Regions from separate parts of the Callithrix jacchus genome. Here region 2 is linked to region 1. The links are chromatin contacts, called in public Hi-C maps. All regions are on one chromosome and are shown on one strand. The core of a region is the stretch at or near the end of the contact, and the rest is flanking DNA. Distances in the headings are between cores, read along the strand shown. Region 1 overlaps ACOT7 (acyl-CoA thioesterase 7). Region 2 holds the start of ACOT7 (acyl-CoA thioesterase 7).

Region 1 (3,634 bases), core at 1,076-3,575:
TCTTCCCTTTAAATCTGTCTTCCATTTAGCAGAAAGGGCCTTTCCCACACCAGCTGCAGGGGCCAGAGGGTCCCTTTCCATGCAGGCCTGTCCTGGGGACACCAGCCGAGGCTGTGGGTGGGTGTGGAGAGCAGGGCCCAGCCCCTGGTTCTAGAGCAGTGAGGAAACATCAGCCCAGCATTTCCCAGGAGCGCCAGAGCCGGCCTCCAGAGCAGCCTGAATGACTCAGCCGGCCTCGCTTTGCCTGTCTGTGAAGTGCAGCCACACACGTCAGGCTGGTCCTCAGGGCCAGGGAGAGGAAGCGCGGGCCGAGAGCCACAGCGGCGGAGGAAGTGCTTTCATGCGGTAGGCACTGAAGACAGGACAGATTGGCGGGTAGGCTTTGAGACACAAGGCCAGGGACAGCGCCTGAGGCCGGGGTAGAGCCCGGAACCACCTGGCAACAAGTGAGGGCCCAGCACTTGGCTCTGGGCCATCAGGAGCACCCACCAGGAACTGAAGACTGCACACCAGCCAGCTCCCATGAGACTGGCCGCCTTCCTTTGGCACCCGGGTCCTGCACCAAGGACCATCCTAACTCCCCAGCTGGCCACCCAGGAAGCCAGCCTCTGCCTTCTCAGTCAGACACAACCCTCTCCCCCACAGGACCTTATTCCTGCCTGGGGACTGTGCTGTCACCTCCAACGCATGAGGCCCAAAGCCCAACTCACTTGCCCCTCCCCGCTTGCCCCCAAATCAAACGCCTTCACTCTAAGCCGGGGCAACCAGTGAGTCCCCACCTCAGCTGGGATTCCTTCCCATCTACCACCAGCTGCTCCACACCTGGCCCCTTCCTCTTCCCCTCCCCACCCCCCTCATTTCTTCCAAACAGCTTAGGAACAGCTGGGCCCCTCCAGCCTCCAGGACTCATAAACAGCTCTGTCACTCTCTCAGGCCCCCACCCCATGGCCTGGCCAAGGCCAAGAGTGTCCAAGACAGGGTCATGACTGCCTCCGTCTCCACGCAGGCAGGGGTGAGACCCAGGGGAGCCAGGGAAGCTGCAGCCTCTCACTGGAAATTTTGTTTTCCCATTTCTAATAAAGACACTGGGACCGAAAGCACTTCACACTCCTCTGTACTATTTTTTTTGTTTTGTTTTTTGAGACAGGGTCTCACTCTGTCACCCAGGCTGAAGTGCTGTAGCATGAGCTTGGCTCACTGCAACCTCCATCTCCTGGGTTCAAGTGATTCCTCTGCCTCGACCTCCCGAATAGCTGGGATTACAGGCACGCACCGCCACACCTGGCTAACTTTTATATTTTTAGTAGAGACAGAATTTGCCATTTGGCCAGGCTGGGCTCGAACTCCGAACCTCAGGTGATCCCCATCTCGGCCTACTAAAGTGCTGGGATTACTGGCATGAGCCACTGCACCCGGCCCCTCTTTACTATTAAAAAATTGAAATACAGGTTGGGCATGGTGGCAAACACCAATAATCCCAACACTTACAGAGGCCGAGGCAGGTGGATCACTTGAGGTCAGGAGTTGAAGACCAGCCTGGCTAAGATGGCAAAACCCTGTCTCTACAAAAACTACAAAAATTAGCTGGACGTGGTGGTACACACCTGTAGTACCACACGCTAGTTGGAAAGCTGAGGCAGGGGAATATCTTGAACCAGGGAGGTAGAGGTTGCAGTGAACCACACCACTGCACTCCAGCCTGGGCGAAAGCAAGACTGTCACTAAAAAGAAAAAAGAAAAAAAATACATTTTGTCTGGCCAGGCGCAGTAGCTCATGCCTGTAATCCCAGCACTTCGGGAGGCCAAGGTGGGTGGATCACTTGAGGTCAGGAGTTCGAGACCAGTGTGGCCAGTATGATGAAACTTGGTCTCTACTAAAAACACAAAAAAGTGAGCTGGGCACGGTGGTTGGCGCCTGTAGTCCCAGCTCTCTGGAGGCGGAAGTAGGAGAATAACTTGAACCTGGAAGGCGGAGGTTGAAGTGAGCCTAGATGGTGCCACTGCACTCTAGCCTGGGTGACAGGGCAAGACTCTGTCTCTAAAGAAAAAGAAATACATTTGTCACTAGTATTCCTGGGGTTAAAAATTATCTAAAACTAAAGAAAGAAAGACGTGAACACCACACATAGGCAGCGGCACAGGCCTGGCCAGGTTCTGGAGGACTGATTGCTGCTGAGTCTGACATACTACCCCTCCCCAAGCCCCACCACACCAAGCCTACACTTCTTCCCCCTCCTCTGACCCCAGAAACTTCAGGGAAAGACAGAAAGTTGCCTAGGGCGGGGCCTTTTCTTCGTGGCTGCCTTCTCTCTCCAGGGCTGGCCCCGAGCGCTGCCCACACTATCCTCCACTGGAGGGTCCTGGTAGGCAGTAGCCCCGGCTGACTGCAGGTCTGGAATGTCACCCGCACCCATAGCCCTGCCCTTTTTCTGTTCCAGCTGTTCCTGTCCCAGATTGGAACCATGCGTGTCTATCCCTTGTAGCCTGAGTGGCCAGTGCTGGGGCCCGAGGTGAATAGAAGCTGATGCTGCCACCCCATTCTCAGCCACCCCACTCTCGGACAGTGTCCCCTCTGGAGGGAGCAACTGGCTGATGAGCAGGGCTCTGAGGAAGCTGAGCACACATGAATCAAGGAGCCACTCCCAGAAGGGTACGGCCCCACCTGATCTCCGGGAAAGCTTCCCAGAGGAAATGACACCTTGGCCAATTCCTGGAGGATGAGCCAGGAGCAGAGGTCAGAGAAGGCTACAAGGAGAGGGAGTGTTTGAGGGCCCAAGGCCAGGAGTGCCCAGTGAGCTCCAGAAACAGAAAGCAACCCCACAAAGCTGGCGCACAGCCCAAAAGGGGGTGAAGAAGAGAAGCCCTGAGATAGGGACGCTGCTGTCATGCAGGGCCTCAGGGCTGGGACAAAGTCTGGATCCATCCTGAAAGGAGGCTGTGAGGCTGAAGCCCAGGAACTGCCAATCAGATAGTGTTTGGGGGGACACCTCCCAGGGTCTCTGCGTGGCCTCTGCACTCGCCTCTGGCCTTGCCCAGATCCTAGCTGGCCCTCACTGCACAGCCCATGAGTGACTCTTCCTAAGCAGGAATCTAGCCAAGTCACTCCCTCATTCACACCCTCCAGGGCCTCTCCTATCTACACAAGAAAGACTCAACTTCCCAGTAAGGCATCTGGAACTCTCAGGGATCCGGAAGTTCTCACCGGGTATACCTGCCCTTTCCACTGCTGTACCTGTCCCAGCAACGTCTGACCCACCCTCTGTGAAGGATAGGGAACCATTTACGATAGGGGAGTGTAAGCCAACACCCCCTCACAGAGAGCACCTGGCACTACCCACCAAAACTCCAGATGCACAGGGACACATCTGGGGACACTGGGGTGCAGGGAAAACCATCCCAGGAAGGAGTGTGGGAAACCAGAGGCCTCCATGGACCCTGGAGGAGGAAACTAGCTATTGAGTGGGACCTCGGAGAGATTCTGTGTGCCTTTTGGATGCCTTTAAACCATCTCAACCTGTTCACATTAATCAGTGCTCTTTAAAAATGCTTCAAGGCACAGCTCAAAACTCAGATCTCATCACACCAGAGGACCAGCCAGTACTCGTCCCAAGACCGCCTGCAGCAGCGTCCCTTG
Region 2 (3,806 bases), core at 575-3,074, 37 kb after region 1:
GTTTGCTCCGCTTTCCCCACCTCCAGAGGTGATGGGGCCAGGATAGCCACACAGCCAAAGTCAAAGGGCAGGGCTCCGCACAAAGATGATGCCTCTCTGGAAAAATCAAACCGGCAGGAAAGGCCCTCGACCAGCCCAGAAGAGGGCCTGAGACTGAGGGTCAAGGAGTTTCATTGACCCAGGACTATATTGCTATATGTCCATTGACCCAGGAATATTGCTATATGCCGAGCCTTCCGGGAGAGGTCAATGTCTACGGGAACGTTACTTGCTTTTCTTGGACTTGGCTTGAGCCCAAGGTCAATCTGTGATGCCCAACTCCCAAACGTGAGGCACCCACCACCAAAACAGCAGCTCTCACTACTGGTAGTTCATCAAGCAGGGTAGGATCGGTCGAAGTCCATAGTGCCCATGTGCAGTGGCTGAAAACCTAGACTCCTTGTCCTCACTTAGCTCATGCACAAATGCCAGCCTGCATCTGCTTCCGATTCTACCGAAGGGAACTGCAGAGTAACCTTGAGGCTGCCCTCCCCACCTCCTATGGGAAATGAGCTTGTTCATGATCTCCAGCCTCCAGCTTCCGCTGGGGGCTTGCATCTATCTACTCAGTACCCGGTGGAGGAAGCCGGCGGGGGCGGGGGGGGGGGTGCCCTAGAAGGACAACCCTTTGCCCCTATTGTGTAAGATGCTTTCAGGCCCAACAGACCACTGATTCCCTTTTCTTGATAGTAAACTGTCAGTGGCAAACAGTATTATCTGTTCTTCCTTTCAACACCCGCCCTCCCCTAAACCGAAGCAGTGCCCTGAAGACGGTAGCTCTGCAGCCTCCTCCCACGGAGGCACCCACCGAGGGGCTCGCCCGGCTCTGGGCACCTCTCCTTCACCTCTGGGGGCTTTGGTTGGCGCAGCACAACCGCCGAGGTAACGATCCCGAATGCTCCAGGAGGCTAAGCAGGACCACGGGGCTGAGACTCCGAGATGCTCGGGCGAGGCCCGGGGCGGGGCAGCCCGCGGGCGCCGGCCGCCGGGCTCTGGAGCTGTGCACGGACCTCCACCCGCCCCGTCCCTGCCCGGCTTTCTCGCCCAAATGGCCGGTGGCGCAACCGCCGCCCTCAAGAGGCGGCTGGGAGGAGCCGGCGGAAGGCGGGCGGGGACCGCCCTGCTTGTGCTGCATCGCAAGGCGCATCCCGGCCGCTGGCGGGCGGGGTCCTGGGCGGCGGCGCGGGAGGCCGTGCCGGGAATTGGGGACGGCCTCGGCGGGTGGGGACCGCAGGGCCGAGCTGGGTAGGCCGGGTGGCCTGTGCCGGCGCCGCGCGAGTCCTCTCTTACCGGCAGATCTGGATGGCGGACGGCGTCTCGACGTCTGGGCCCGACATGCTGGCGGCTGCGGCGGCGGCGGATGGCTGCAGGAGGGCGCAGGTGTCTGGCAGGCCCGGCGCGGAATGAATGAGCCGGGGCGGCGCCATAGAGGGGGAGGGCAGAGGCGGAGCCATGGCGCCGGCGAGGCGGAGCCTGCGCGCCGGGGGCGAATCTAACGCGGCCTCCCCGCGCAGGCCCCGCCCCCGCGCAGGCCCCGCCCCGCTTCCCGTGCCCCGGGCCGCCAAGGCCGCCGCGGGCTCGCGCGTGTGTCCGGTTCTGACGCCGTGAGGGCCGCGGCGGGCGCCGCTTCCAGAAGGATCTGTGGCGGTTGGGCCGCGCCGGCACGGGAAAGGCCCGCGAGCCGTGGAGGCCGCGTCCGACCCGGTGACAGTCCGGAGAGAAGCGGCCGAGTGGCGTAGGCGGAGCGGACGTAGGCCTCGCTCTCCGCGCGGCGGTAAATATTTGTGCGGGGGCGTTCCCGGCCGCCCGCGCCGCCGATTCGCTGCCGCGCCCGGTGCCTGGGCGACCGGATGAGGTCACGGCGGAAGGTCCGGCCGGGGCGCCTGACTGTCTGGCCCGAATCCCACCCCGCCCCCACCCCACCCGGGCCCCGGTCGCCCGCATCCGCGGCTCTCTGCGATCCGCCCTAAGAGAGAATGGAAGTCTGTTTCCTGGAAAGGAGCATTGGTGGCGGCTGCCGGGAAGCACACGGGCGCGCACACGGGGAATGGAACGGGGTTTTGCTGCAGCGGCACAAAGCGTCACGAGGTGGGAAGGAGGAAAGGCCCGCGCCTGTTCACACTGCCGGATGCGGCTTTTCCCGGCAGCGCTGAGCGCCAGCCTGGAGGTGCACGTGTTGCAGCGATGAACCCTGAAACATGCAGTGTTTTACAGCACACGGATGTGACCCGGAACGGAGTCCAGGCTACTGGGGGTCACCAAAAAAAAAAAATAAATCCACCAAAAAAACATCCTAGAGGGGAGAAGCGGCCGCACCCACGTGCTGGAATGTCAGCTTTTTGCTTCCTAGCCAGTTTGACCTTTTCCGAATTTCCACAGTACACATAGATTTGTACTCACATCTTTAAATGAAAACCCACACAACTCCAGCTCCCCAGTGCAATTTGAACAAGCCATTTTACACTCAGCTAGGTAGCTCTAAAGGAACTGTACCTCATCCTGGTCACCGCTACCGGACCGTGAAGGCAGCCCACAACATGGTCTATAACTCCCAGGAGCAGGGGCAGCCCAGGTCAGAACTCCGTGATTTCAGGACTTTTTTTACACCACGAATTTCCTTTTTCTGTTTTGTTTTTTTGAGACGGAGTCTCGCTCCGTTGCCCAGGCTGGAATGCAGTGGTGTGATCCCAGCTCACTGCAACCTCTGCCTTCCAGGTTCAAGCGATTCCCCTGCCTCATTCTCCCCGTCGAGTAGCTGGGACCACAGGCATTCACCACCATGCTTGGCTAATTTTTGTATTTTTAATAGAAATGGGTTTTCACCATGTTGGCCAGGCTAGTCTCAAACTCCTGATCTCAGGTGATCCTCCCGTCCCAGCCTCCCAAAGTGCTGGGATTACAAGTGTGAGCCACTGTGCTGGCCACAGAATTTTGTTTTCTCATGAGAATCAAGTTGATGCAAGCAAGTTGATCAACAGCCTGCAAGACTGTTTAAACACCACCTCTTCGCAATTGAATCCTGAAATGGTTGGAAGCAGTAACTAGATTTGGAGCTGCAGGCAAGATAATTTCCCTTTAAAAAAAAAAAAAGCTTTTGAGACAGGGTCTTGGCTCTGTCGCTCAGGCTGGAGTACAGTGGTGCAATCTCCAGAGTTCAAGCAGCCCTCCCACCTCAGCCTCCTGAGTAGCTGGAACCACAAGCACATCCCACGATGCTCAGCTACTTTTTGTACTTTGTTGTATAGAAGGATCCTCACTACATTGCCCAGGCTCATCTTGAACTCCTGGGCTCAAGTGATTCACCTGCCTCGGCCTCTCAAAGTGCTATTATTATGGGTGTGCATCACTGTTCCTGGCCTGGCAGTTTCCTTACCTGTGATATGGAAGTGATAGATCTCTTCCTGTCCATTGTGAGGACTACCTGGAAGGCTGAGTTAGGGCCTTTCTTCCTCCTCGTCAAACCTTCAGTTTCTCTATTCCGCTCTTCTCCAACTGTGAGTGCAGCCAGAATTTACTAAGACCCCACACTCCCTGTATAGATGTGCTTGCATTACAAACATTCCATTTAAAATCTGCTTGGCATGGGGGCCTGCACCCATAGTCCCGGAAGGCTGAGGCAGGAGGATCCCCTGAACCTAGGAGTTTGAGGCTACAGTGCCCTCTTGATGGCACCTGTAAACAGCCACGGCACTCCAGCCTGAGCAACATAGTGAGACTCTGTCTCTTAAAGGAAAAAAAAAAGTTCAAATTCTGACTGGGAGACAAAT

Evidence for each region. A called contact is a pair of places that touch in the nucleus more often than the background predicts.
Region 2: a Hi-C map of skeletal muscle shows a contact between it and region 1, with 3 times the contacts expected there. The contact joins the promoter of ACOT7 here to the enhancer-like site in region 1. A contact is called at or near these places in 3 of 3 Hi-C or Micro-C datasets (induced pluripotent stem cells and skeletal muscle).

Annotation. Positions count from the first base shown.
Region 1 is chr7:44,247,171-44,250,804 of calJac240_pri, forward strand. All of the region lies in intron 1 of ACOT7 (acyl-CoA thioesterase 7), which reads right to left. Among named protein-coding and RNA genes, the nearest start is that of ACOT7, 37 kb to the right of the region's middle. Within about 2 kb of position 2,326, at least 6 of the 16 cell types and tissues checked have an H3K27ac peak or open chromatin away from gene starts, as enhancers often do. A contact at or near this core is called in skeletal muscle, where this site is marked.
Region 2 is chr7:44,284,191-44,287,996 of calJac240_pri, forward strand. ACOT7 (acyl-CoA thioesterase 7) reads right to left here and starts at 1,825. Exons shown (of 10, transcript XR_013519756.1): 1 at 1,330-1,825.